Regions from separate parts of the Mus musculus genome. Here regions 1, 2, 3, 5, 6 and 7 are each linked to region 4. The links are chromatin contacts, called in public Hi-C, HiChIP or PLAC-seq and promoter capture Hi-C maps. All regions are on one chromosome and are shown on one strand. Each heading gives the region's core, a stretch centred on a gene start, on an enhancer-like site or on the middle of the called end of the contact. The rest is flanking DNA. Distances are from core to core; before and after follow the strand shown. Region 1 holds the start of Scrib (scribbled planar cell polarity). Region 2 holds the start of Iqank1 (IQ motif and ankyrin repeat containing 1). Region 3 holds the start of Zfp623 (zinc finger protein 623). Region 4 holds the start of Zfp647 (zinc finger protein 647). Region 5 holds the start of Apol8 (apolipoprotein L 8). Region 6 holds the start of Ccdc166 (coiled-coil domain containing 166). Region 7 holds the start of Eppk1 (epiplakin 1).

Evidence for each region. Promoter capture Hi-C pulls out the DNA fragments that hold promoters and counts their contacts. A called contact is a pair of places that touch in the nucleus more often than the background predicts. HiChIP or PLAC-seq counts read pairs in DNA pulled down with a chosen protein or histone mark.
Region 1: a contact with region 4 is called in a Hi-C map of CD4 T cells, with 4 times the contacts expected there. The contact joins the promoter of Scrib here to the promoter of Zfp647 in region 4. A contact is called at or near these places in 1 of 39 promoter capture datasets (neutrophils), 1 of 484 Hi-C or Micro-C datasets (CD4 T cells) and 1 of 115 datasets of contacts at active chromatin or transcription factors (pancreatic cancer cells).
Region 2: a contact with region 4 is called in a FOXA1 HiChIP or PLAC-seq map of pancreatic cancer cells. The contact joins the promoter of Iqank1 here to the promoter of Zfp647 in region 4. A contact is called at or near these places in 1 of 39 promoter capture datasets (liver) and 1 of 115 datasets of contacts at active chromatin or transcription factors (pancreatic cancer cells).
Region 3: a promoter capture Hi-C map of cranial neural crest shows a contact between it and region 4. The contact joins the promoter of Zfp623 here to the promoter of Zfp647 in region 4.
Region 5: a contact with region 4 is called in a promoter capture Hi-C map of hippocampal neurons, with 3 times the contacts expected there. The contact joins the promoter of Apol8 here to the promoter of Zfp647 in region 4. A contact is called at or near these places in 1 of 39 promoter capture datasets (hippocampal neurons) and 1 of 115 datasets of contacts at active chromatin or transcription factors (pancreatic cancer cells).
Region 6: an HNF4G HiChIP or PLAC-seq map of pancreatic cancer cells shows a contact between it and region 4. The contact joins the promoter of Ccdc166 here to the promoter of Zfp647 in region 4. A contact is called at or near these places in 1 of 39 promoter capture datasets (liver) and 1 of 115 datasets of contacts at active chromatin or transcription factors (pancreatic cancer cells).
Region 7: a contact with region 4 is called in an H3K4me3 HiChIP or PLAC-seq map of bone marrow-derived macrophages, with 6 times the contacts expected there. The contact joins the promoter of Eppk1 here to the promoter of Zfp647 in region 4. A contact is called at or near these places in 2 of 115 datasets of contacts at active chromatin or transcription factors (bone marrow-derived macrophages and pancreatic cancer cells) and 1 of 9 other capture datasets (liver).

Annotation. Positions count from the first base shown.
Region 1 is chr15:76,068,336-76,072,300 of GRCm38.p6, forward strand. Scrib (scribbled planar cell polarity) reads right to left here and starts at 1,449. Exons shown (of 36, transcript NM_001310543.1): 1 at 894-1,449. The coding sequence starts at 1,052. Puf60 (poly-U binding splicing factor 60) reads right to left here. Exons shown (of 12, transcript NM_028364.2): 7 at 3,898-3,965; 8 at 3,405-3,618; 9 at 3,131-3,321; 10 at 2,847-2,982; 11 at 2,414-2,649; 12 at 1,847-2,292. The coding sequence ends at 1,993.
Region 2 is chr15:76,007,715-76,011,435 of GRCm38.p6, forward strand. It overlaps Iqank1 (IQ motif and ankyrin repeat containing 1), which reads left to right and starts at 2,155. Exons shown (of 14, transcript NM_001370920.1): 1 at 2,155-2,231; 2 at 3,622-3,710. The coding sequence starts at 3,626. Fam83h (family with sequence similarity 83, member H) reads right to left here and starts at 1,784. Exons shown (of 5, transcript NM_001168253.1): 1 at 1,660-1,784.
Region 3 is chr15:75,939,380-75,943,468 of GRCm38.p6, forward strand. Zfp623 (zinc finger protein 623) reads left to right here and starts at 1,573. Exons shown (of 2, transcript NM_030199.3): 1 at 1,573-1,780.
Region 4 is chr15:76,924,038-76,927,817 of GRCm38.p6, forward strand. Zfp647 (zinc finger protein 647) reads right to left here and starts at 1,411. Exons shown (of 5, transcript NM_172817.3): 1 at 1,339-1,411.
Region 5 is chr15:77,753,762-77,757,647 of GRCm38.p6, forward strand. Apol8 (apolipoprotein L 8) reads right to left here and starts at 1,512. Exons shown (of 4, transcript NM_001081970.2): 1 at 1,427-1,512.
Region 6 is chr15:75,980,539-75,984,553 of GRCm38.p6, forward strand. It overlaps Ccdc166 (coiled-coil domain containing 166), which reads right to left and starts at 1,747. Exons shown (of 2, transcript NM_146059.2): 1 at 1,263-1,747; 2 at 1-1,149. The coding sequence starts at 1,691. The coding sequence ends at 229.
Region 7 is chr15:76,118,247-76,122,036 of GRCm38.p6, forward strand. It overlaps Eppk1 (epiplakin 1), which reads right to left and starts at 1,949. Exons shown (of 3, transcript NM_144848.2): 1 at 863-1,949. It overlaps BC024139 (cDNA sequence BC024139), which reads right to left. Exons shown (of 16, transcript NM_001142968.1): 10 at 3,360-3,502; 11 at 3,178-3,280; 12 at 2,624-2,917; 13 at 2,213-2,437; 14 at 2,008-2,092; 15 at 1,757-1,890; 16 at 1,271-1,583. The coding sequence ends at 1,500. It overlaps Gm52196 (a long non-coding RNA gene), which reads left to right. Exons shown (of 3, transcript XR_003951574.1): 1 at 1-3; 2 at 326-450; 3 at 531-902.

The sequences.
Region 1 (3,965 bases), core at 199-2,698, 860 kb before region 4:
CAGAGAGCACTGGGGTGGGTTGTGGGTGGTGCACATCTTTAGTACCCACAGAGGCAGGTGGATCTCTGAGTTCTAGGACAGCCAGAATGAATTCCAGGATAACCAGGGTTACGAAGGGGAAACCCTGTCTCAAGAAACAGAACAAAAAAAAAAAAGCAATAACAACAACAGGCACCAGAGAGAAACACAAGTGCAAAATGTCCAAGATTCACACACGGATACCATAAAGGTCTATGAAGAACACCCGCAACGCCACCAGCCGGCAAGAATATCAGACCACTGAGTCCCCTATCTCAGAAAAGTAAGTCCTACATAACCTGCCTCCTTTGGCCTTCCTTCTAGTGTGGCCTCAGAACAACAACAACAAAAAAAACCCCAAACAAACCCGACAGGAAGGAACACAGACAGTGAAAGGTGGGCTCTCCGCTGAGCGATGACAGAATAGATCTGACACTGCAAGTATCTTAGGAGAGTCCCACTCAGCACTGCAAACCTCTCCTCCCAAAACGAAGGCAGAACACAGTGCAAGAAAACCAACTTCCTACCCTTAAAGTAGCCCAACTAGCTTTAACAGTTGCTAACCCGGGTCGGTCTCGCACCCTGGACCCATCCTCCTCCTGTGCTCTCATGGGCTTCTCTGTTGGCTCCCCTTTTAGGTTCAGTATCTACTTAGTCCCCAGACAGGTTGCCACCAGGTGCCAACACCGGCGGCTGGAGGAGGGTGGGGCTGGCTGGGGCGGGGCTCTGACCAGTAGGAACCTGCAGGGCCGGCTGGAGGTTGCGGTGCCCAGCTCGGGCAGCGCCTGCTGAGATCTCGCTCCAGCCGGCTGCCCCAGAAGTCATACACCACCCCGAGAACTGAGCGCGGGGCAGCAGGTGCGGCGGCCGCTCACCTTAGGTAGCTCGCGCAGCTGGTTGGCGTCGAGGAGCAGCTCCTCGAGGCTACGACTGTAGCGGTAAATCTCCTCTGGCACAACCTGCAGCGAGCAGTGCCGCTTATCCACCGACTCCACGTGCCGGTTACAACGCCAGAGCGGGATGCACTTCAGCATGATGCGGGCGGGCAGTGAGCGCGGGCTCGGGAGGCGCTCGGCGGGCTCGGGCCGGGGGGCGGGGCTCGGCCCGCATGAGCGCCGAGCGCGGGCGGAGCGGCGCGCGCGGGGGTGGGGCGGGCAGCCGGGTCCCGGACTGTGGCCGGGGTCGGCGCTCGGCTCGGCCCGCGTTCAATACGAGCTGTAGGCTCCGACGGCGGCACACAGCTGGCAGCACGGCCTGACCCGGCAGCGCTTTCTTAGGCGCTGGGGGCGCGGCGGCGGCTCCGCATCCCGCCCGGCCTGCTCACCTAGCAGCTCATCCGCCCGCAGCACCGCAGCCGGAACCGCCGCCGCTGCCCGCGACAACCGCCCAGCCGCGCAGCCCGCCGGGAAGCCTAGGCCCGCCCTCTCTGCTCAAAACTACAGCTCCCAAAGGGCCACGCGGCGTGGCGTCTCCGACGACCCGTAGCGGTCTCGCGCGGGGCATGTCGGGATTTCCGGCCTCGCTCTGGCGTAACCCATACTAGCAGGTGTAACAACTCAGATGCCCGCCCGCCCACAAAATGCTCTCTTGGTCCTGGATCCTACAGATCTCAGGGCCAGACAGCTCTCAGAGCTATCCACGTGAGCAAGGCTGCAAGCCAGCACTCCCCACAAAGGAAGATAAAGCAAGGCCTGTCCACCCCGGTCCCTCCTGTTCACCCCTGCACAGCAGGCTGAACGCCCTCCTTGTCCCTGGTGCCTTGGAACCCTGATAAGACATTCCACACACAACCAGCTTGGGTCACAGGACCAATTTCAGACACAGGGACTTCAGGGCCAGTGGTATCTGCATCTTTATGTACACTACAGGGTGGGTTGGGCAGAGTGCCTGGTCCCAGGGACACACCACGGTTAACACTTTACAAAACCCAAAGGAAGGAAGGGGCAAGTGCAAGTCCAGGAAATGAGGCCAAAGTCACGCGGAGAGGTCGCTGTTATCAAAACGCTCCTGGTCATACACTTCAGCCACCACCTTGCGACCACCAAACCAGCGCCCATTGAGGGCCTGGATGGCCTTGTGAGTCTCTGAGGCCATGGAGAATTCCACAAAAATCTTGACGATGATTTCTGCATCTTCCTCTTCGCCCTGTTTTTCTTGATAGATAATGACCCGGTTCACAGCACCAAATTTGCCACACTCCTCTGTCACCTCTCCCTCCAGGTCGTCATCGATGTCCTTGGGGTCCACCATGTTTCGGAGAACCATCACTGTAGACTGTAGGAAAGACAATTGACTGCTGTGACTGTGGGAAAGACACCTGAATGCTGCGACCTATCACCCACTACTTCACATTCATACCGCCGAGAGCGGGCCTGGCACGAGCCCACCTACTTACCTCCTGTTTTCTGAGTAGCTTTTGCATGACCATGTGGCGAGCACTGCTGCCCGAGATGCTCATGTGCTCCTGCTCACTCAACATCTCTGGCCGTTCTGACTCAGGAAACAGCTCCTCCTCTTCCTTCTCCTTCTTGGGCTCCAACAGACCCAACGTTGGCGGGCTGGCGAGAATGGGGTTCACTACTCCCACAGAGGGGATGGTGACCGGAATAGGAGGGCGGGCTGGTGTCACACCTGCAGCAAAACCAACCGAGTTTAATAGCCACACATACACTCTCCTGTTTGGGAAAGAGTAAAGAGATGGTTGGCGATAGCCAGCCTGTCCTGGATTCAAGGGATTACACCGAAGTAAGTATGGGTTGGGAAGCTGAAGACAGACCCTAGAGGAGAGGGGAAAGGAATGGAAGAGAACCTGATCAACTCAGACTCACCTGTGATGACTCCAGGGGCCTGGGCAGCCATGACAGCCTGGGGTAGGGCCCCTAAGGGCTGGGCCAGTGTCAGTGCTGGGGACACTAGTCCTGGTGTGGCTAAAGTACCCAGCACTGCTGCTCCAGCCACTGCTTCCTGCAACCAAAAGACAAGCAGAGTCAGTTTCTAGTCTGTTCTCACAGTCAGTTCTTTGTTCCCACCCAAACCATCTAAGAGCCAGTTCCCAAAGGCTGAGTGGGTCTGTCCACCCACTGTCCACACTCATCACTGCACCAGCTCTCACCTGAGCTGTAATCTTGGCCGTGGCTGCAGCTGCGGCCACAGCAGCAGCAGGCGGGAGACCTCCAGGCGTGGCAGGTGTTAGCAGGGGCATGGGGGGTGTGACGGCCTTGCCCACCCTCAAGTACTGGCCACCCAGATCAAAGAGGTTCATGGAGGACACAGCATCCTGGGACGACTGGGCCTTCTCATATTCTGCAGGGCAGGATGAGCAGTGAGAAAAGCCAGCCCCAGTAAGAGGCGGGCTCCCTCTTCTCCTTGGCCCTTCCCAAACTCACCGATAAAACCATAGCCCTTGTGCTTGCCAGTTGTGGGGTCCCGGGCCAGCGTACAAGACTTGATCTTGCCAAAGGCTTCAAATACACTCTTGATGTCATCATCAGACAGGTCTTGATGTACAGAGGCCACATATATTCGGTTGAAAGCCCTAGCTTCCTCAGCCAGCTGATCTATGATGGGTTGGGCTTGTCCAATGTTGCTGGGTCTTCCCACCTGAAGAAGGTCAAGAAGAAACATCAGCCTAGGCCTGTGGTGACTGCTTGTATGTATGTAACTTCACGGAACAATTATTCTAGGTCCAAGACCAAACTTTTTTTCTTTTTTTGGTTTTTCAAGACAGGGTTTCTCTGTCTAGCCCTGGCTGTCCTGGAACTCACTTGTAGACCAGGCTGGCCTCAAACTCAGAAATCCGCCTGCCTCTGCCTCCCAAGTGCTGAGATTAAAGGCGTGTGCCACCACTGCCCGGCTAAGACCAAACTTTCTTGTCCTTACCTTGATGTTCCTGCCCCCAAGCATCACAGAGTTCATCTGCTCCAAAGCGAGCTGCGCAGCTTCTGGGA
Region 2 (3,721 bases), core at 905-3,404, 920 kb before region 4:
AAGTGACAACCAAACGCCTGCAAACCTGGTGGCCTCTGGCCTGGAAGTTGCCTTAGGGCAGGCTCATACCATTCCCCACTGCTCCACAGGTTTGAAATGGCTTGGGACTCTTGCCCTGCCTAGCACACAGGTTCCTGGATGATAGTCCAAACTAGGGAAGTATTTCTGCCCAGGAGGAGGAGTGCCTTGAGGAGTGGGCCAGCGATGCTGACAGGATGGCAGCTCTGGTATTAGGGGATACTTGTTCAATGACGTTGGGGGTCCAGCGGGACTCTGCTGTGTATGACCCAGGGAGCTACAGTGTCTGCCACCCCTAGGGGCATGGCGTAACACATTAGCAAGTCCAAGTGTGACAGAGATTGGAGGTGGGGACACTCCTATGTCTACTGGCCCTAAGAAGAGTGCTCCGACTTCCCTCTGGGGCATTGCCCTGACCTAAGGCTGTTGCTTTTCCTTCCTGTCTGCAATGTGAGGCGTGGCACACTGTTCTGGGGAGATGGAAGCAGAGCACCTGGGGTCTGATGCGGGCCTGTCTGCTTGGACAGGTCTCAGACTGGAGCCAGCTCTCCTAGGCAGCATTCCCACACTACCTGGGGATCCTAGCATGCTCACGCTGAGGGGACACTTCCTTGTATAAGACTGAGAACTGATACTGTCTAGCCAGTGGTGAGAACCCTCAGAGACACATGGGTTGGGAAGTGGCCTTAGTCCTGAGCGGCCACTGTGGTACCTGACCTCACAGAAGTCACACACGACCTTAAATGCCCTTACAATCATTCACTGGTACACATCGCCCCTTGACGATAGACGGGGCGGTGACCACTCCTATCAGCGATGAATCCAACAGCCTGCTCACTGACATCTGCCTATCCAAGTGGGGCCCTGCTTAAGGAAGGAGCCTATCCCACCCAAACCAGTGACTCAGCAGGAATTTTTTGTTCCTGACCTCCTACCTGAAGCTAGCCCCAGGCCCTTCACCACAAGTAGGGCAAGAAAATGACCCTTTCCTCTCCTGTCTGGCAGGAGGTAGTAGTGTTCCTGGGTCTGGAAGGGGGATCCATGGTTGAGGACCTTAGGCTACTACACAAAGAGGATGACAGGATGATTGTGATCAAGAAGGATTGGGGTTGTGGGGGACAAGAAGAACCTAGGAAGACCGGAAGTCGATGAATTATACAGCTTTCAGGTTAGGCACTGCAAGGCCCAAAGGTGTTACTGTACCCCAGGAAGTTAGCGGCTACCCAGGCCAGGTATCTTATCTGCCGATCCAGTCCAGGGATATGAGATCAGGAGTTAGGAGAGTCCAGTTTTCCCTGCCTTCCACACAAGGACCCAGCCCTAGACACCCCGGTTCATGGCGGCTCGGGGAGAGGCTCCGGGAAAGGTACAGGTCATGTCCTGACAATACCTAGGCCGCCAGAGCGAATCGCACTGTTCAGTCTCCTACTTGCCAGCGTGACCCTGGAAAATCCCTCACCCAGTGCCCCGGAGCGCAGTCTCCCTGTCTCCCACCCAGTCCCAAAGCACGCGCTCACTGCACCGCCCGGCCCAGGTCCAGAGACCAGACCCAGGTGGCACCGCGCGGAGGCCCGAGCCTCCCGTCCCGTGTGCCTCGCCCCGCCGTGCTGTGCCCGGCCCGCTCCGGGGCGGGAGCCCTACCTGGCCAGGTGAGCGGGGTTTCGGCACAGGGGCAGCAGGAGCCCACCGCCGCCCAGCGGCCTCGCGGTCCCGTCCGTCCGACAGCCACTCCCCGCCGCGGCCCGCCCGCCCGTTCGGCCTGATTCACGCGCCCGCCCCCGCCCCGCCCGCGCTCTGCCTCCTGCCTGTCCGGGCAGCACCTGGGCGGGGCGGCCCCACCCCGACGCGCCCGCATTCCTGCGCCCTCCGCGCCCCGGACCCCGGCCGCGATCCCGGGTTCCCAGTGTGGCTTCACTGGCGCCCCCAGCCCACACCCCAACCCCGACCCCTGAGCGCTCTGGTGGAGCCCCAGAGCTGCGCTCCGGACCCTGGCCAGCGCCGCTCCGGATTTCTAGAGCCTCGTCTTTCCGGACACTGAAGCCCCTTGAACCTATTTGAAAACCGATCGCTCAAAGCCCCTACTGCCGACCCCTGACCCTCGCCCCGGAAGTTGGGGTAACTCGGAAGTTCCGGCTTAGTCGCTAGGAAACTGGCCAGCTCGACGCGAGGGGCGGAGCTTCTGGCCTCTGTGTTGCGAGAGGCAGGTGAGGCAGGTGAGGTCTCAGACGGGGGGGGGGGGGGGGGGTGTTTGGGTACCCATCTCACTCAAGTGACCGCCCTACCGTTCGCAGACACACCTCTAGTTTCCCCAGTCCACTCCCCGCAGGCTCATCTTCGCGCATGAGACCGACAGCATAGGAACTCCACGGACCTCCCCACTCATTTGCCCAACCATAAAGGTTCCTGCGCACTCACCCGTACCCATGGGACCCCTCAGGCACAAGGGAATCTGGAGTGATCCGCCAGCAGAAGCCCCTCTGCCACACAGAATCCCGCAAACCAATCGTACCCCCCAAGTCCCCATCTCACATGAGGATCACTCTCTAAACTGCTCCAACAGTGTCGGTCCTGGCACCCACTGATCCTTTCCTGTGCAAACCAACTGAAGACACAAAGGTCCCGTCTTAATACATGCACATTAAAAGAGGCTGCACCCAAGATGCTGCAAGTACTGGATCCTCTACAGACAGGGAACCTCATGGTTGTATCGACCCCAACACATCACCCGTACACCTAAGGACTTAGTTCCTCCTAGAGCCCTAATCTACCCAGCCCTCCCTCCAACCCACTCCTCTACGCATGCCGTGCCCTGAACTCAGTCACATGTCCAAGCCAGCTTCCTACCTACCACTTCTCCTGTCCTAGATTCTCAGTGTCTGCCACCTGCCTGAACATTGTCCGTAAGACAGCTTACTTTCAGTCACTTTCTGGTCCTACTTTTAGGATAACATTTCATTAACTCCATCCCCAAATGCACTCTGGAGCCCTGCGGCCCCAGCCTAGTGGGTACATAAGTGTATGGAGTCAGCGATTGCACTACCCGCTTTCCTATTCATTGGCCCTGTGAGGGGTTCTAGGGCACTGGAAGACCCTACTAAAACAGGAGCGGAAAGTTCTTCCAAGAGGAGTGAATGGGGGGCCTGCCTTGTATACTAGGGAGAAGGGCATTGCTTCCAGAACCAGACAGCAGAGATTCCCAAGGCCAAGAAGGAAGAGGGTTTGCGGGTGGGGAGGGGCTGTGTTCAGCAGACCCACGTTGGCAGTAGTTGAAAGCAAGTCCGCAGAGCTCAGGCTGTTGAGCTTCTAGCCCAGCGATTTAGAGGATGGTGTTAGAACACAGAAGGACAGGCAGATCCAGAATTGTAGAGGACGGGGGTACCAGCATAAAGGGACACATCCTCTTGCTAGGTATCCTTCCTCGAGCTACTGGGCACATCCTTAGACCACCAGGGGCGGGCAGGTGGACCAAGAAGCTGGCTGGGGGACATGCTGGAGGTCTATGCTCCTGCTGCATGTTCATCCAGGGCCGGGGCAGTATTCCCACTGCCTTGTTCGCTGCCCTCCTGAATGTACCATCCCTGGACTTTTCCTTCCCACCCCCAGGAGAATGAGCACTAAGAAGGGGGGGCCCAAAGCTGCATCAGGGAAGGGGCAGGCGCTCCTCCCTGGGTCCAAGCTTCGAGCTACTGCTGGTGAGTGCCCC
Region 3 (4,089 bases), core at 323-2,822, 980 kb before region 4:
TCCAGAGATCCATCCCATGATCAGCTTCCAAACGCTGACACCATTGCATACACTAGCAAGATTTTGCTGAAATGACCCAGATATAGCTGTCTCTTGTGAGACTATGCCAGGGCCTAGCAAACACAGAAGTGGATGCTCACAGTCAGCTACTGAATGGACCACAGGGCCCCCAAATGGAGGAACTAGAGAAAGCACCCAAGGAACTAAAGGGAACTGCAACCCTATAGGTGGAACAACAATATGAACTAAGCAGTACCCCGGAGCTCTTGTCTCTAGCTGCATATGTATCAAAAGATGGCCTAGTCGGCCATCACTGCAAAGAGAGGCCCATTGGACTTGCAAACTTTATATGCCCCAGTACAGGGGAATGCCAGGGCCAAAAAGGGGGAGTGGGTGGGTAGGGGAGTGGGGGGGGGTATGGGGACTTTTGGTATAGCATTGGAAATGTAAATGAGCTAAATACCTAATAAAAAATGGAAAAAAAAAGATTCTGGGATTCAGGTTAGCTGAGGCTGAAGAATCAGCTGTAATGAACAAGATACCAGGACTACTAAAGTGAAACCTTTGCTTTGCTGTGATACTCGATGCTGGTCAGCTACAGCTGAAGAATTAGTAGTGATTAAGAAGAAACTAGCATCATTGAGGTAAAAACTTTCTAAGTATTTCCTAAGAGCTACACAGAAGCTGTGTTCCAGAAGCAGCCAAGGTTGTCCCTCATGCTGGCAGCTGAACTTGGTAGCATAAGAGTCACCCAGGTGGTACTTACTGGTTTTGAAGACATGAACAGTTCATGGAGGGCAGCTGAGGCTTGGCACTGTGCAGTTTCAGTGGCAGATTTTTTAAAAACAGGATATAAAATATAGAGATAAACCCACACAATTTTTTTTTTTTTTTTGTTAAGACCTAGATGACTCTTAAGGTTGTACCTTCCACGAGGCTGAAGAGATTCCTTGGGGTTAAGATCAAGCAGTTGGTTGGTGCTCTTCCAAAGGATCCTGGTTTGATTTCCAGCACCCACATGGCAGCTAAGAACTGTGTCTATAATCCCATTTCCAGGAGAATATAATGCCCTCTTCTGGCCTCCAGGAGCACCAAGCACACATATGGTGAACAGACATACACACATGCAAAACACTAAAACACACAATAAAATAAAGTTCTGCCTCCATCAGTGAGTGAGCTTGGCATTCTAGGCTCACACCTGACTTTGCAAAGTTGTAAAATAAACTGCCTCGATTTCACTACTCTGAGTCTCCAGTGGTTTATTACAAAGATGTTGTGTCATAGGCACAGCGGCTCAAAGTTGTCTTTCCACCATAGGCATACACACATAAGATAATGATAAAGATGTTCTAAACGCTCAAAGCTAAAACCAAAAGCTACATACAGAACCATCACTAACAACCAACAAGAAATCTTTACTAAAAGCTCTCTAAAGAGCCTGCCTTTCCCAGCTCTTCCAGGGAAGTCTGACGACATCTACTGCCTAGCTTCGCCGCTAATCCCACACCCACGTGCGCAAACAGGGCTCTCAGCCACCGCGTCTGCGCACTGGGTCCTCCGGCTGACCGCAGGAATCTGGCCCGGAAGTCTGTGACAGGGAGACGGCCCCGGCCCCCATTCTTATCCTAGAGTGCCTACGGATGTCCTCCGGGCGGAGCCTCGGGCAGTTTCCGGCCGGGGCGTGCGGCAGCGGTGCGGGCTTTGTGGCCGCCCGGGGTTACCCGCCTGGATGCTGCTCGGCTTGGTTCCGCGCCGTCCTCTCGCCGCCGAGCTCCGGGTGAGTGAGGCGGAGCGGCTCGCGCGGGTGGGCGGGCTCGTGACCGGCGGGGCTCAGCGAGTTGGTTGGTGTCCCGGGCCGGCTGCACTTCGCTTTGGCCTCTGTCCGTAGCTCCTCGCTTGGTTCGGGCCGGAGCCTTGCGTCTCCTCGCCGAGCTGCGGGCGGTAGATGCATGGACCGATCGTCCGCAGACATCGAGGCCCTCGAGGGTTGCACACTCGGCCTCGGCGCCTGCAGGTCGGGCCCCCGGATGGCTGCTTGAAGGCTAAGCCGCTCAGGTGATGGAATGCAGGTGCGCGCCACGCTGCTCTTCGGCTTGGACCTTGCCCTCCTGCCTTCTGCCTTCCCTCAGTCCTTTCGGCCTCTGTCCGAGGGGATGCAGTGCAGGCACCCCAGTGCTTCAGGGGTTGAAGATAATATGTGTGTTGGACAGAATCAGCTCCGTATGTCATGAAGGAGGATTCTTAGGTGGGGTGAGGTGTCATACAAGCTGTTCTATTCCATGAAGTGTCTGAGTCAACGTCTATGACATCTCTGTGATAATGCCAGGGACATTTAGTCCTCTTTGCACCCGGCCCCACCGTGGTCCAGGAGTCCCCAGGGCTTGAGTGCTATGCTAGAGGTTTCCCGGGATATTAGCAGAAGAACAGTTCTAAACTCAAGTAGTTTTCCAGGTGGAGAGCTGATATTCACAATCGCCCTGTGCTCTTCTAGACATCGTTCCTTTGAGACCCATTACAATGAAAGAAACAAATGTCTTCTGATCACGAAGAAATCAGACTCCCCATGCCCCTCGCGCGCGCGCGCGCACACACACACACACACACACACACACACACACACAAACAAACATATACACATCAAGTTTTAAGGCAGAGAGCAGACCTTTGTTCCTGTCACGGATGTGGCATTGTATCTGTTTTAATACTTGGCATAATGATGGCATTCTTTTTTCATATGGGAGGTATAGAGAAACCTCACAAGCCAACACATGCAGCTATGGACACTCCTGGAGCCTTGGGGGTGGATTTCTGGTTCTGGAATGCGTTGGAGGATGATATAGAGAGAGGGTAGACCTGGGAAAGTACCCCCACTCCCCTACAAGACTTATGGTCTGATCTGGAAGTGGACGGGATGCCAGAGAAGCAGTGGGCTAGAACAAAGTGGTGTCTCTGAAGTAAATCACAGAGCCCTCTGACTGCTCTGTTGGCTTATGGAAAATGGCTGCTAAAAGGCCCTGGGCTTGTTAGGAAAAGAAGACTGTTTGTGTCAGCAGGATCCTTGTATGTAGGGGCTAGAGGTAGAGGTTGGAATAGGAGTCCTAAGAGAGCAGCCAGTCACTCGCTCTATTCTTTTTGACCTCAAATAGCATGCCTTGCACACACAGCACCCAGCTACCTCCACAGCTGCAGTGGCACATCCACAGGTTGTCAGGGACACCATGTCGAGGCCCGCCCGCCTGGTTATTCCCAAGGCTGCAGAGATGCAAGCTTTCCTGCTCCTGTTTTTCTTTATGTGTATGGGTGTCTAATGTTGGTTTTTATTCTCCTGATGGAATTGTTGTCTCTAAGGTTTACTGCCTCCATCTCCTAGCTTGCTAGTCCTGGAAGCTTCTAGCCTCTGTCCAATCTAATCTAGGCCTAAACTTGTTTTCAGCCCCTGAGACTTGCTGCTGAATAAGCTCATCCCTTCTGGTTCTTTCTGGAATCTTCTGGCTGGTTTAACTCAGCTGTTCTGTATCAAACTTGTCTCCCAGCTGACTCACTCAGTCTGGCTTCTGAATTGCTCTGCTTGGCCTCCAACTAAGTCTGGTACTCTGTTCTAATCTTCTGGCTCGTTCTCTCCTCAAACTGTCTGTAAAACTGCCTCTCTTCTTTCTCTAGACTGCGGGCCCCTTAAGTGGCTTCCCTTTCTTTTCTCTTCTAGTAAGAGTTGGTATATCCTGTTCTGTCAAATCTTTCTTGATTTGTCACCTTGTCCGCCTCTCAATCAGACATCACTTCCAAACATGGGTGCTTCCTTGTACAAACTATCTTTGCCTTCATTGTTTGGGATTAAAAGTGTGAACTAAGGGTGTGTCTGTAGTCCAGCCAGAAGGATTAAAGGTGTGTGCTAAGGGCTGAGCTAACAGTATCTTGGTGTTCACTGTGTGATCCTATCTTGCAGCATGGGTGTTTTGCCTGCTTGTTAGTCTGTCCATCATGTGTGTACCTGGTACCCTCAGAAGCCAGAAGAGGGCGTTGTATCCCCTAGAATTTGCGTTACAGAGTTGTGAGCGGCTATGGGGTTCTGGGGAACTTGAACCCGGG
Region 4 (3,780 bases), core at 161-2,660:
AAATATCAGAACTAATGTCCACCCAGCTTTAAGTATCTCTATAGTGGAGCTCAGGGGAACCTTCCTTTTATGTTAGTGACAGGAATGTCCACACGCATTAGTAGGAGTGCCTGATTCCAATCATTCTAGAGAGCTCCACAGGAAACTGCTTCTAGTGTCACTATGCATTCACTATGTCAGGATGCTAGGCAGAGTAACATTTAAAAGAACTACTGTGGGCTGGGGAGATGGGCCAGTGGGCATGACATCCAATGTCCTTCTCTGGCCTTAGAGAATACAGCTGTGCCCATACTTCATCGCCCACATACAAGGGAGCTATTATTGTATACAATTTTCCTGTGTGTGCGTGCGTACCTACACATCAGCAAGCACATAGAGGCCAGCAGACAACCTTAGGTGTTATTCCTTAGAAACCTTTCACCATTGGGGGGGGGGGGGGCGGGGGCGGGGAAATACGGTCTCTTACTGGCCTGGAACTCACCAAGTAAGCTACTAAGCGGCAGAGATGGGGATGGCAGCACTCATCAGCACATCCAGATTCAGGTGTCTAACTGAGCCATACATGTGGAGGCTGGAGGGATGGCTCAGCGGTTAAGAGCACACGTTTTTTTCCCCCGTCTAGGACCCACACTTGATTCCCAGCACCCACATGGCGGCTCACAGCCAATTCCAGGGAACCCGATGCCCTCTTCTGGCCTCCGTTGGCACCAGGCATGCACATGATATACAGTACAGATACACACGCAGGCAAAGCACATAAATACATATAAAAAAATTAAACAAGAAAATGCCACGTTAGAGAAGTTGTCATCCATTAAAAGGGGCCTTTGCAAAGTAACAAGAGAGCAACAGCAGAAAAATAAAACAAATCCAAGAAGAAGCTGGGCTAATGGGGAGCAGAGCGGAGCACCTTCAGTTTGACAAGAAATGTCCTTCGCTGCTGAGGATGCATGGGACTTAAAATGCTGTATGGTGGCCCTGACTGTAGTCCGGGTTATGGGAGAGGATCGTGCGAACCCAGGACTTCCAGGGCAGTCTGGGACGCGGTTATTTCACCAGACAAAACCTCATCCACTGCCCAAGCCAAACCAAATTAACCAACCAGTAGGAAACCGTATGCACATCAGAACCGTCTGAACTCCGGACCGGGCTAGCGGGAGCCACCGCGAAGGGTCCCGGGGAGGGGCCTGGAGGGTTCGAGGGACCGGAGGGTGCAGCCTGGGTCAGCAGCCCGGCCGCAGCCATCCATCGGGGGGAAGGGCTGGCATACGCGAGGGCGCGGAGCTTTGGGTGCGGATGAAGGAGAGGGTCCCGCGCAGCCGACAGAGCGCCACTCACCATCTGCCGCAACCTCTCGCCCTGTGGCGGCAGCTTCGGCTCCCTAAGACAAAGGGGCCGTCCCGCCCCGTCTGCGCAGTCGTCAATCTCAGGGGACCCCGCCCCTAGGTCCCCACCCCCAACCCCCACCCCAAGTCCCGGACCGGGACGCGGGAGGATCGGATGGCCGTCCGCCTCCAGCTCTTCTTGCAGGACTTGATGCCCTGCGCCCCGGGGCCACCGAGAGCGTAGGCCTCCGCTGTGCCTAGAGAGACCGCGTGCTGACCCGGACCGCGCCTGCTCTTTGAGGCTGTAGCGGAAGCGGCGGCCGCAGTCCCTACAAATCCGAGTGCCTCCCGGCCTCGCCCCCTCCCTGCCGCCCCTCTTCTCCCGAGGGCCTTCGGTCACTTCCGCCAAGATCTGTGCTTGCCCTCTAGCGATTTCCCTGGTGGCCAGGCAGCCTGGACCACTGGTCTCGAGACCCATCAGGCTGACTCGGGCTGCTTGGGTTTAGTTTACAGTGTAGTGTGTGTTCAACTTCTTAAGGGACGGCCAGTCTGTCTTGTGTCCTCATCAACACATTCCCTAGACTAGCAGTGTATGACAGTTCCAATTGTTGTTTGTATTTGCCCACACTTGGTGTAAGCAGGCTTTTAGAAATTTAGTTATTCGGGGCTGGAGAGAGGCTCAGCGGTTAAGAGCATTAACTGCTCTTCTAGAGGTCCTGAGTTCAATTCCCAGCAACCTCATGGTGGCTCACAACCATCTGTAATGGGATCTGATGCCCTCTGCTGGTGTGTCTGAAGACAACTACAGTGTACTCACATACATGAAATAAATCTTTAAAAAAAATTGAGTTATTCCAGGGCTAGAGGAATGTACAACAGACTGGGTGTTTGACAAACGTGCACGAGGCTGAGTTTAATCACTCGTATCCATGTGAAAAGGCTGGGTGTAATAGTGCTTGCTTAGAACCCCAGCACAGGGGAGGCGGAACAAGGCCGAGCTGTGTAGGGCTCTCTGGCCAGCCAGTCTAGAGTCACTGGCAAGCTTCAGGTTCTGACCTGTTGAGAAGCCCTTTCAAAAGATAAAACAACAAAATACCGTGGTGCGCAGCTCCTCAGACTGACCCTTAGTGGCCCTGTATGCACACATATTCTCTGCTGGAAATTAAAGTCAGGGACTCTAGTATAAGCATATAGTATCTCAGTAGCACTCGATCCTACCCTCCGTTATGGCTTCAATTTTTATTTCTCTAATTGTAGTGGTTACGTGTCTTCTGTTACAAAATACTGGCAGAGGCAGAGGAGGCAGAGGCAGAGTCAGAGGGCCAATCTCTGTGAGTTTGGGGCCAGCCTGGTCTATAGAACAAATTCCAGGACAGCTGAGGCTACACACAAAGCATGGGGCTGGAGGAGGAAATGTCTGGGAGATAGGGAGCAAGAACAGCTCTTGTGGATCAGGGTGATGGAGCCTCCAGGTTTTTGTTCTTGGATTTTTAAAGTGTGTGTGCCCCAGAGGGGGCCAGGTTTTTTTGTTTTTGTTTTTTCGAGACAGGATTTCTCTGTATATCACTGGCTGTCCTGGAACTCACTTTGTAGACCAGGCTGACCTCGAACTCAGAAATCCACCTGCCTCTGCCTCCCAAGTGCCTGGCTGTTTTTTTTTTTTTTAAAGATTTATTATTTATTATATATAAGTACACTGTAGCTGTCTTCAGACACACCAGAAGAGAGTGTCAGATCTCGTAACCACTGAGCCATCTCACCAGTCCCCGAGGCAGCTAGTTTTAAAGCAGTCACAATATAGAGAGGCCACGGATGTCCACGAGACATGAGGGAAGGGGGGGGGGCTAAAAATATTTTGGAGGGTATGGATATATACATCATTGATACAGTTGAGCTCTCTGGGGAGAGTCAGGCATGTCTCTCTCTACATGGGTCCAAAATTGCTTGAAAGAACAAAGAGACCTTGACTAAGGTAGTCTGATGGCTGATCTTCTCGCCTTCATGGGAACCAATCTCTGGGCATGTCTGTAAGGAATTGCCTAGATTAAGTTGAGGTGGGCTGACCCGCCCTAAATGTGTTTCATGAGTTAGATTCTTGACTGAATGAGGAGGGCTGAACCGAGTCTGAGCATGCATGGCTGTCCTCTCTGCGACTGCAGATGCAATGTGACCAGCTGCCTCAAACGCATGCATACATCTTCCCACCATCGTGGACTGTACCTGGCCTTTGAACCACAGGAAACCCTTTTTAAGTTTCCTTTGCCATGCGCTTGTCAAAGCAATGGCAGCCAACTAAAACAACCATCTGCACGGCTGTTTCTAAGACTGGACCAGAGGGTCTTATGGCTTCACTGGTTAGGAAAGCCAAAGGAAGAGCGCCCAGGCTTTCTTATCAGAAAAGGCTTTCTGGTCTACATGTGGGCTCACAAAGAGAAGGCAGTCTGAGGCTAACGCC
Region 5 (3,886 bases), core at 262-2,761, 830 kb after region 4:
ACCAGCACGTGAACTCTGGCTATTCTGAGCCATGTCCCTCCCCCGCCCCTTGACTAAGCCTGGGTCCCTTAAACTCTAGCAGGCTATCCTCCTGTCCGTGTGCAGCTTCCCATCCACAGCAATGCCTGTGCCCTTCAGGGTACAAGTTCACCACTGCCCAGGGCTCGCTTTCTCTCTCTCTTTCTCTCTCTCTCTCTCTCTCTCTCTCTCTCTCTCTCTCTCTCTCTCTCTCTCTTTCTCTCTCTCTCTCTCTCCTTGCTTCTGCAGGGTCCTGAATCTAACCAGGGCTTAGAATCCTGCCACTTCCTGCCTTTGTTTCAGTACTTGCTCTGGGCTGCCCATCTGCCATCGCTAACCATGGAACCTCACGTCATAGCCAATCCTTTATGTAGACAGTAGTGCAAAGGACATTCTCCTTTAATAGAACTTTGTCTGCCTTTCAGATTACCTCTTCAAGATCTGTCTAGAGGTCTGGCAAAATGGTACAGTAGGTAAGGGTGCTTGTGGCTAAGGCTGATGGGCAGAGTTCAATCCCAGACCCTCATAATGGAAAGACAGAGCTCACTCCTGCAAGTTGTCCTCTGCCTTACACACACACACACACACACACACACACACACACACATTTGAAAAATAAGTCTAGGCTGCTGTGGTGGCACATGTCTTTATGCCAGCACTCTGGAAGCAGAGGCAAGTGGATCTCTGTAAATTTAAAGCCAGCCTGGTCAACAGATCAAATTCCTGGCCAGCCAGGGCTACACAGTGACACTCTATTTCTAAAAAATAAAAACAAAACAAATAAAAGAAAAAGAAAAAAGAAAAATACAAAAAAAAAAACCTTAAAATAACTAACTTACTTTGTAGGCAGAAAGCTAAAAGTAGTTCTGTCCCACTGGGATGGTGTGTGTGAGGGCACAGTAAGAATTGTTTCTGGTGGTATTTTCCAGGCACACAAAGGCCTGGCAGAAACAGCAAGAGGCCTGCAAATGTCCCCCAGTTCACCAGATGAGATGAAGTGGCCTTTACACGTGTGTCTGTCCCTTTTCTGTCTTCACTGTCATTTTTTATACTGCCCAGCTCTGCATGCACACAAGGTACACTGAGAAAAGTTTGGTCCAGCAACCCATTATAGGGTTAACTACCACAGGGTTAATTTAACCAAGACTTGCCTGGCTCCCCTCACCTCTATGGAGCTCTGTCAAGGCACCTACCACCTGCAAGAGCAACAAAGGGGAGCATGTCTCAATATCTTCTCAGATGGTTCATTAATATTCTTTCCTTTCATAAGCAGATAAAATCTTCTCCATTTTGTTATTGTTGTCATACTTGTGACTACTCACTCCCCACCCCCAGGCAAAGACGTTCATAGGCAAGGAAAAGTCCCCAGTCTCCATTCTTTGGCCCCTCAGGAAAGCCTTGCACTGACCTGGTCCTGTGCTGCAGCTGGGTGCTGATGTGGGCATGGTAGACCTCTTGATGGGGGCTGTGACTCAGTTTACAGAAAGGCTGTTCTGGGAAGGACTGCCCTGCCCTGCCCAGGCCTGCCCTGCCCTGCCCTGCCCTGCCCTGCCCTGCCCTGCCCTGCTCCTGGCTGGCTGTGCAGCCCTGATAGGAGCCCTCTTCTTCCCAGCTGGAACCCGAGCAGAGTTGCGCAAAGCAACCCTCCAACCCCATCCCTTCTGATGGTTTCAGGGCATCCTCAGAGCAGGGAGGGAGGGAGGGAGGGAGGGAGGGAGGGAGGGAGGGAAGACACCTTGCTCCTTCTAAGGGGTCCTTGATGATCTCTCAGGGTCAAGTTGAATCCCCTTTAGTCAGCACTCCAGGCCTCAAGCCCACTGCAGTCTCCCCCCTCCCAACCAGCCCCTGCTTCTATCATACATACACCTTCAAGTCTATCCTGCCTCAGTGACCATGACACCTCCGTGTCTTTGCTGTGGCTGACCCTGTAGTGAGACTTTCCCACTCCACAATGGGACACTCCTGTTCTTTCTGCCCCTTCATCTTCCCACAGTGGCTGTGGCACCTGGCTCCCACTGTAGAGACTCTAACCCCACCCCACAGGTGGGCAGTGGCCTTGGGGGGGTCAACAGCACAGGTGATGTATCCATCGGTTGAAAACACAGGTTCCTGGTGGGCAGAGTGGAGACCCATGCTGGCCCATTTACTCTGAGACTGAAGCACTAAGTGGGACCTTAAAAGGCCACATTGGTGGCACAAACCTAGAATCTCAGCACTCAGGAAGAAGCTTAGATGAAAAGATGATAGGTTTAGAGCCAGACCTGGCTATATGGGGAGACTAGAATTTCTACGGAATTAGCCTGTGCGTTTCTGCACACTCAGAGTCTCTCTCTCTCACACCCAATGGTCTACTCAGTGATCTTAGGATTGCAGAGCTGGTATTGCTCTGGGGATGGTGTTTGGCAATGTGCCCCTCTTAGTCCCCACACCTTGTGTCCTTGCCTATCCAGACACCCAGGACAGCTCCTGCTTTCTGCCTTCATCCCTCACATACTGATAACAGGAGTCAGGGGAGATGTGAGCCTGTGATCCAGCTGACTAGTCTGCCCTTGGCAAATCACCCCACTACTGACTGGGCCCTCAGTTTCCTCGCCCCCCATAGGCCCTGAAACAGAGTGATGCCCAAAAGGACAATTGGATGAGAGCTTTTGGGCTGTCCACATCTTTAGGAGCCAGATTTAGTCCCTGTCAGACAACCAGGGAGGCAGAGCCAAGATTCAAACTAAGATAAACATTCTGACATGTGGCACTCATAATCCCCCTTTTTGCTTCTGGTAATTTTGGGATCATTTTTTTTCTATAATTTCCCTTCCATCAAGTTTTCACACACACACACCCCTTACCTGGTACCAATACCAGGATTGATATTAATATTAACTCAACAGCCAAACAAAAGTACTTCAAGGTGCAGAACCAGGTAAATTCCCCTATGAGCCAGAGAGCAGTAACGGAGACCTTCTAATCAGAGCATGGAATAGACCAGAACATGGTCTCTCCAACAGTCTTGGATGGAACCCCCTGGATAGGACTCACTTGGCAGGTTAGGGCATAGAGATCTTGAACCCTAGAAACTCCTCAGCATCTGAAAATCTGCTACTCAATAGCTCAGCTTGACTGGTGGCATCCGAAGCAAGTGTCCCAGGATGTCCTGCTTGACATCTCAGCCTAATCTTTGGCAACGACGGCCACGGGGATCCTAACGCAAAGGAAACAACCCTGAAACTGGGGAGCAAGTCAGGCAGGGTACAGCACCATCTAGTGGATGGTGGAGGGATCAGCAGCCAAAGCATCGGGCCACCATGATCACTCCCATCCCAGCACTCACTGGTGCAGACAAGCTACGTTTTAAATGCTTGTCTGGATGCTACACTGGCTGTCCCAAGACAGGCACCCTCCTCTCGGAGAATGCAGAAGGGGACAGGGACCTGCCAACTGAGCACTGGGCACGGGGCTTCTAATGTACTTAAATGGTCACCCCAGACTAACCTGTCAGGACTGCAAAACACGGGAGAAAAAAAAAACATCTCCCTCATTGATAGCACTGCATGACAGCCTGGGAGTGAGAAGGGCGACCACTGCTCCCAGCCACCACAGCCTGGCCACCAGCCTCATTCAGAGAACTGTCCTGTCTTTGCTCAGATGGGATGTCATGTCTCCAAATGTGATGTGTCAGCTTCGGGATTTAGAATGAATGTAAAAATGACAGGATCTAAATCACAATTATTGGACTTTTGCAATGACACACAAGTAGCACTGCCCTCGGCTTGATGCACATATAATGGTCAGGAGCATCAGACACACCGGCTGGGTGAACACAGCAGCTCTGGGATTCTGATTTCAGACAGGCAAGTTAGCAACCCAAGAGGCT
Region 6 (4,015 bases), core at 497-2,996, 940 kb before region 4:
GCTGTTGGTGGAAGAACATCGAATTCCAGCAGCCAAGGATACAACCAGCTCTGCTGTAGCTCGAATAGCAGGCCTCTGCTCACTTGAAATACAAGGGCATCGACCCAGGCAAGTGTCAGAGCGTCACAGAGCTTATTTAACACTTTTATTAACATATCTATGCACCAAGAAATCTTCCAAGGTTTGTCCTCCACCCTATGCCCTACTGGCCTGCCTCCTCGTGTGGGTTCAGGCTTGCTCCAAGACAGTTTCTGTGTCGTCTTCAGCGTTTTCTGCCTCCTCCAACTGTGGGCTGAGAGGGGCCTGATCTTCCAACAGGGCTGTGGGAAGCTTGGAACTGGACTTTGCAGGTGTGTCAATTTCTGGAGAGACCTCACGCAAGGAGGGCTGTGGAGAGATCCGAGAGCCCTCGCGCGACCGCAAGGTACCAGAGGTCATGGATGGAACCCTGGAGCCCTTGCGTGACGGGGTCGCGGATGAGACACGCGAGTCCTTGCGTGATGGAGTCAGAGATGAGACTCGAGATCCTGGATGTGATGGACTCCGGAGAGCAATCACTGACCCAGCCTTCTGAGATAGGCCCGGAAGAGACTCACTGGACAATATAGATGGAGTCTTGGAGGGTCGGTGTGACAGATCCATGGATTGGCCCCGGGAGGTTGGAACTGACTGGGGCGTAGCCTGGGCTTTTAAAACGTGACTGGTTGACCCGATGCGCAAGCTGGGTTGGAGGCTTTGGGGTGGCTGCCAGAGCGGTGGCCCCCCGGGGCCCCTTTGCAACCAGCCGTGCATTTGCTCCAGGTTCTTCAAGTCCACATGCTCCCGGCGCAGCTGCTCCCGCTGCTCTAGCAGCTGCTGTCGCATGTCCTGCAGTAACTGGGTCCTCTGGAGAAGTCTCATGAGTTCTTGTCGGAGATACCCGTTGTCCGCCTTGAGGGCCTGTGCGTGGGAAATGAGGGAACGTGCGGCCTCCCGCTCGGAGCGGCGCGTCAGGGACTGCACTTGCAGCCGCGCCTCCCGCTCGAAAGCCGTCTTCTCATCTAGGAAGCGTCGCTTCACCCCGTGGAGGAGCTGCGTGTGCTCCACGCGCATGTGCAGCAGCTCGCGCTCCAGGGTCCGGATTCGCGCCAGCTGCTCCAGCTGCAGCTCCTACATGGGGTGGGGTGAGGGTTGGGGAGCAGGGGGCGCCGATCAGCGCACCGGTAGGGAGCGCGCCCATCCCTCTGGAGCCCGCCCGGTCCTCGGGGGGCGCGCGCACTGGCCTTGTAGGGCTGGAGCTCCTGCACCCGCTGCGTCATGTTTTCCGCGCGCTTCTTCATTTCCTGCAGCTGAGCGCGCACCCCGTCCTCACGGCCGTGGTAGAAGGACGCTAGCTCCGCTCGCTGCCACCGGATCTGCGCCAGATCCATGCGGTTCTGGTCTTCGACGCGCACGACGGCGTTGGCGCAGCGCAGAGCGTGCGCGCTCACGTAACCGACATAAAGCCGGTTCTCTTCGCGCAGGCGCTGCGCCTCTCTGTTCAGGAACTCGTTGTCCTGCAGCACCTCGTCGATCCGCTGCTCACAGGCCACCAGGCTTTCTGAGAGCAACGCGTACTCGCGCTGTAGGTACTGCGCGCGCTCCGAGAGCGGTTGCTCTGTAGTTTCCTGCTTGCGCCCCGCGTTTTGTCCGCGCTTCTTCTTGGGCGCCATGGCTTGAGGCCCAAGCCAACTGGACTCATGAGAGCGCTGTGCTCCACCCGCTCCCCCAGCTCAGTTACTCTCCCTTCTTAACCCGAAAATTCTGGAGAACTGCACCCTAGGTTCAAGGGTGTGTCTTCTGATTATGAGGTTCAGAGCAGGCAGGATTAAGGATCAGAGAGCACCGTGGCCAATCTGTATATAAGCGTTCCCTCCAGACCACAGCTTTCGCATCCTGGTGCGTAGCTCTAGGAATGTTGATGTCCAGCTTGAACAACCTCTATGGAGACAGAACTTGGTTGCAGTGCCTCGACCTCATCCCATTCTGTTGCTCTGGCAACGGCTTGACTCAATCATTCATTCCCTAAGGTTTCTTATATCCTTGCATGATTCTTCAGTTACAGTGTCGCAGGTCAGGCAGAACTTCAGCTTCAAGACACTGAACTAACTTCCAAGTGCCCAGCCTCCACTCACCCGGGTCTTAGTGCTCTTGCTTTCACTCCACTAGCTGCGCTTCAGGCCCCACAGCATAAGGGGACTCTCACCGACGCTCCCTCCTCTATCCAGCTTTGAGCGAGCTCTCCCCCTTTCCTTGTGAAGTCTTCATGCTCTCAGGATGAAGCCTCCCCACAACATTTGTTTATTTGTGGAGACAGAGTTTCCCTGTGTAACAAAGCTCAGGTTGTCCTGGACTCGCTTTGTAGACCAGACTGGCTTCAAACTCGCAGACATCAGCCTGCCTTTGCCTCCGGAGTGCTGGGATTAAAGGCATTCACCACCACGCTCAGCTCCACACAGCATTTCTAAGGGGACGCTTGGCATCTAAAGCCTTGATGGAATGCTACTACCTTTCAGATAAAATGCACGATGAACAACGGTCTTCATTTCATAATCCAAGCGCTGGAGACTCGGTAGCCAAACCAAAGGGAAACTTTATTTTACAGCCTTGCTAAGTCTGCGCAACCTATTGAAAGGGCAAAAGTAGCTAGTCTGCAAGTTTGGCTCAAAACAGTGATATATATATATATATATACACACACACACACCTATATATCCCCCCCCCCCTCCGAATTCCTCATTGGCTAGGTTCTTCAGGGAGGTAAAATTTTCCCTACTTCTCTGATTGGCATAGAAACTTTCCCATCCTTCTGGGGTTCAAAATCTCCCCCCCTTTCCATTTACATGGGCTCAGTCCCTTAGTAGATCTGTGATAAATTTAAAAGGGCCCACGTAGGAAGGTGCCAGATGCAAGCTAGAGAAGCCAGGGACCTAGTGCTTCCTGCTTGTCTGTGGGCCATTAATGAGTGCTAAGTGCCCCTCAGGTTAAAAATGGACTCTTTTGCCCACTTTTTATTTTTATTTTTTGGCCAGTGCACTTTTCCACGAGGCCCATCCATTCTACCTTCTTAGCTTTCTTTGCCCGTAAGCCAGACATCTAGAGGATACAAGGGGTCCATCGGGGATTTAATGTCTCCCTTTTTGCTATGAGCTCTATACGGACAGTGTCTTTACAGGATTCAATCTTGATCAGAAAACATCAGCAGTGTGCCGGTTTGCTAGTGGATACCGGAGGTGACAACCATTCAGTGGGGGGTGCGGGCTCAGCAGAGTGGCAGCAAATAAACCACGGGCTTGTGTTGACTCTGTACAGGGACGTCACCATCACCCTGCCAAGCAAAAGGGCAGCAGCCAAGATCACCTAGAAGTACTCTCGAACACAACGCCCAAAGTGTTTGTAGTGTTTGACCAATCACAGATCTAGGAGGCAAAAGAGACCTTTGACATGATCAGCGAGGCTGGGCAGTGGTGGTACATGCTTTTAATCCTGGCACTCAGGAGGCAGAGGCAGGAGGATGTTTGAGTTTGAGGCCTGCCTGGTCTACAGAGTTGAGTTCCAGGACACCTAAGGCTATGTGCAGAGATCCCTACCTCAGAGAGGAGGAGAGAAAAAAAAAAAAAGACACAATCAACTAGAACCAAATTGGCTTCCTAAACAAGGAAGAATTGAGAATTGCACTGTCTATTTGCCTCACTGGGGAAAAACCCAGTTGGAGGAAACCTGGGTGCCATGCAATGCCAGGCTCCATCAGTGTCACCGTGTTCCTCAGTATATTTGGGGAGATGTCACCCGGCAGCAGATCCTGAGGATGTCACTAGGAATGCTTTTGGTAGCTTAGATGAAGAAGCAGCAGGGCCAGAAAGACTACCATAGAGAGCTGCTGATATCCCCCATGTGACTGTATACAGAGGAGGAAGTGAGTGAGCTATACAGAGAGGCCCTTGTTCACAAAAGTAGATTTCAGCTACATGGAGTTTACACACAGCTTTCAAGAGGG
Region 7 (3,790 bases), core at 699-3,198, 810 kb before region 4:
AAGGTGAGCAGGAGACCCAGGTAGTGTTGATAAAGGTAAAAAATCAGGGTCCTGGGCTTTGGGGCAGCAGCATAAGTAAGTCATGAAGGGGCTGGGGAAGGTAGGCAGCACATATTCCCCAGGCAAAGAGTTACGAGAGATGAAGCTCTCCCTGTCTCCCTTGAAGCCCACCACAGGATTCCCTAGGTGCCAAGAGGAAAGAGAGTCAGGACTTCTGGGGTATCGAACACCCTTTGTCACCACACTGAAGGGTGGGTCCCTCACCCCAGGCAGGGACAAGGATGGGCACAAGGGTCCGCTACAACTGTTGCTTGCTCTGTGCTAGATCAGAACAGAACTGGGAAGCCAGGCACATGGAGCCCAGCGCACATGGAGACTGAAAATCTGGCCTTTGCCCCCACTGAAACCAGCATCAAGAAGGGCCCCAGGAGTCAGTGACCTCGTGCCAAGGTTGGCATGATAAGCAAGTGGGGGTAGGGACGCAGCCCTGCCCCCCGACCCTCCCCCCACCCCGTCCTCTTCTTCCCAAGGATCTTGATACCACCCAAGGGCTATATCCCTATGGCTGCTCACCCTAGATGGACAAGGATTACAGCACCTGCAGGGCCAAACAGCACACCACACATCTGCTAGAAACCAACCCACACCCTCGCGAGACCGCACAGCAGCCTGGCAGGGTCCTCAGTTTCCCGAACGATCCCAAGACTCAGGGGCCTCCCACCTCCCATCTGAGCTCAGATGACCCAGGTAAATGGGGCCCAGAACGGTCCCGCAGCCCCTCACTAAGTCCGCCTGGGGCCGCTGGCCTCTGGTTCCCACAGCTTTTCAGTTTCGGTTCTCCAAACTGCCCTCATTTCCTCACCTGTCGTGACAAGGCTGGCGCGGTCCTCTGTCTCTCCGCTCCCTCCACGCCGGGAGCCCCGCGCCACAAGCATTTAAATCGGCATGGCCCCTCCCTATGTTGACCCAAGTCCCTTCCCCATTGAGGGCGGTAGGCGGGGCTGAAAGCCAGGTTGGGCACCCCACAGGACAGGTGGAGTGGGCAGGTGAACACAAACTAAAGCATGGGGCAGGGCTACCTCTGAGCAACTCAAGCTGGGAGAGGCTGTTGAGTTGCAAAGTCCCTCCTTTCCTCCCTCCCTCCCTCCCTCCCTACTACAAGTCATTGAAAAAGAATGCGGGCCTGCTCTGGGTTGGGAGTGGAGAGCAACATGGGCTCTGTGGCTTTTGAATGAAGTTTGCAAGGGAAATGAAGACCCACCAAAGAGAGTTTCAGTTCCCCAAACTCCTCTTTATTGCTGAGAGTGAGAGACATGCCGGGACAGTGGCGGTGCACGCCTTTAATCCCAGCACCTGGGAGGCAGAGGCAGGCAGATTTCTGAGTTCGAGGCCAGCCTGGTGAGAGACCCAACCCCACTCTGTGTGCTCCAAGCTCCTGCTCAGTCCCTGAGCATGCTCTGCCACGGTTTCCTGTCCCTATCTTCTGGATCTTGGAGTCTTCACAGCTCCTCAGTGGACTGCTCTGAGGTTTTGACCTTGTAGGAGCTGGAGTCTCTGCGGTCTTTGACAATTGGCAGCCCTGTCTGCAAGGGGTGGCCAGGCTTCATCTCACCATTCAGCTCCCTGACATTTCCCACCCCCCTGGGGCTCAAATAAGTTCCTCAGTCCATCTGAAGGACCCAGCATCAGGAGAACCTAGCATCAGGAGGACCTAGCATCAGGAGGACCTAGCTCTGAAGCCCATCCCAGCTCTCACCTTCAGAGACAGGGGTCTGTTAGTGCCCATTTGGTTGGAGGTCCAGAGCCTCAGGGTGATGACCTCAGGGGCTGGCACACTAGGAGTCCAGCACAGGAACCTTTCGTGGATCTTCTGGCTGGTTCTCCCCTTTGCTGCTCAGAGATCCCATGTCGCTAGGCCAAAGCAGATGGCACACCTCTCCTGCCCATCCACCACCACCACCACCACACCCTGATGACTTACATGTCCTGTCCTACCCCAGCTCTCACCTCTGACTGGGTCATTTTTGACCAGAAATTCATCCAAAGCTGCCCAACCACCTCCAACACGAACCATCATGGCTCCTCGAGCTGCCTATGGAGCCAGAGGTGGGGGGAGTGGGGTTATGACACCAAGCCTTCAATACAGGGGTTGGGGCAGTTCCTGGGGCTCTGTCCTCCCCACCGTTACAGGCCCACACTCACACCTGCTTACCAAGGCTCCCTGGACCTTGGGCCTGCCTCTGGCCCCTGATGCACTTGACCCTTCTGGGTTTCTTGCTCTGACCACGCTATTGGGCTGTTTCTGGCCACTGGAGAGCCCTGGCTTGAATGTGATGGAGACCTTGTGGAGAGGCCCACGTCTCCCCCAGTTATAGCTAGGCCAGCCTTGTCCCACGCTGTCCTGCTCCTCAGTTGACAGGAAGCTATCTGCAGGATCCTACTGGGAAATGTTTCAATGCTGCCTGTGGCTTCGGGTACAAAGCACACCCCAGACCACTTTATTTTATGACCAAGTCAATACAGATAGTGTCTTTACAAGACCCTGGTGTATGTTGGCTCCTTGCTGGGAGGTAAGACCAAGTCCTTTTCATGTGCCCAGATCTATGGATCTATCTGCCCTTACCTGTACCTGGTGGCCCTGTTCCAGCCGTTCCCACTGGTCCCTTTTGTCCTCGCTCCTCTTGCTATGCTCTGGCTTCCTAAGACTCCAGTTCTCCATGACCTCTGACCACCATGGCCTCCAGCTCAGTTCTTTTGGAATCTTCCCCAGGAGGCAAGCCTTAGCTCTACTCGCCAGATCCCCAGGCGGCTCCTGGTCAAGACTCATCAAAGCCAGTATCTCCCTTGGGGCTCGAGTCCAGTACTTTGGGGTGAGGGCCGGAGGCATCTCCTCTAACAAGCTGTGGGCTTGTACCACCTATGCATTAGGGGGAAATGTTAGGGAACTTGGAGGACCCCATGCCAAAATTGCCCACCACTTCACCACCTCTCTTGAGCCAACGTCCTCATCCCCCAGAGCCTCTTAGAAGTTCTGCCCAGCACTTTAGGCCTTCCAGCACCTCCAAATGGTCTTACAGAGGGTGTGGCTCAAGGACAGATGTGTCCAGTATCAATAGGCTAACCCTGGATTGCTACACAGTTACAGTACAGGCCAGAGCCTCTGGCCACTGGTCCCACCTTGATCCCCAAGGGTTCCGCTTGGCTCAGTCTATGGGGGCACAAGACCAACTTCTCTACAAGGTGGCCCACAAGCAGCAGCACCCCTTCCAGGGTGTGTATCCTGGAGAAGAGATGAACAGCCATGAGCAGGGTAGAGGGCCAGTGTGAGTGGGGTGGGAGCAGCTGGTGAGCAGGCTCACCTCTCGCAGGAGGGGCTAGACATGGCAGCCCGGCAGCCCTGCAGGTCCATCAGCAGGCCCAAGTGGCAGGTGCTCCCATAGTCAGCAGCTCCTCTCCTTCCTAGCCATGACACTGCCAGGGTTTGCTGTTCCCACAGGAACTCCTGCCGTCAGAGTAGCCTGATGTACTATCGGTTTTCAGAGCGGGAAAAGTTGAAGGGCAAAGTCTTTTTGCCTCCGTGGGTCTCAGATCTTGAGCCCTCTCCCTTACTCTGTTCATCTAGTGCCTTGCACTGTTCATCACCTTAGCAAGAGGACCACACATGCTGGCCCAGTCCTTCTACCCCTAGGCCTCTTCAGTGTAGGGAGGGCAGCCACACCCCACATTGTGCTGATGCTCAGAGCAAGGTGAAGAAAGCCAGCAAGGTCCTCCCTGTGGTTGAATTGTATCC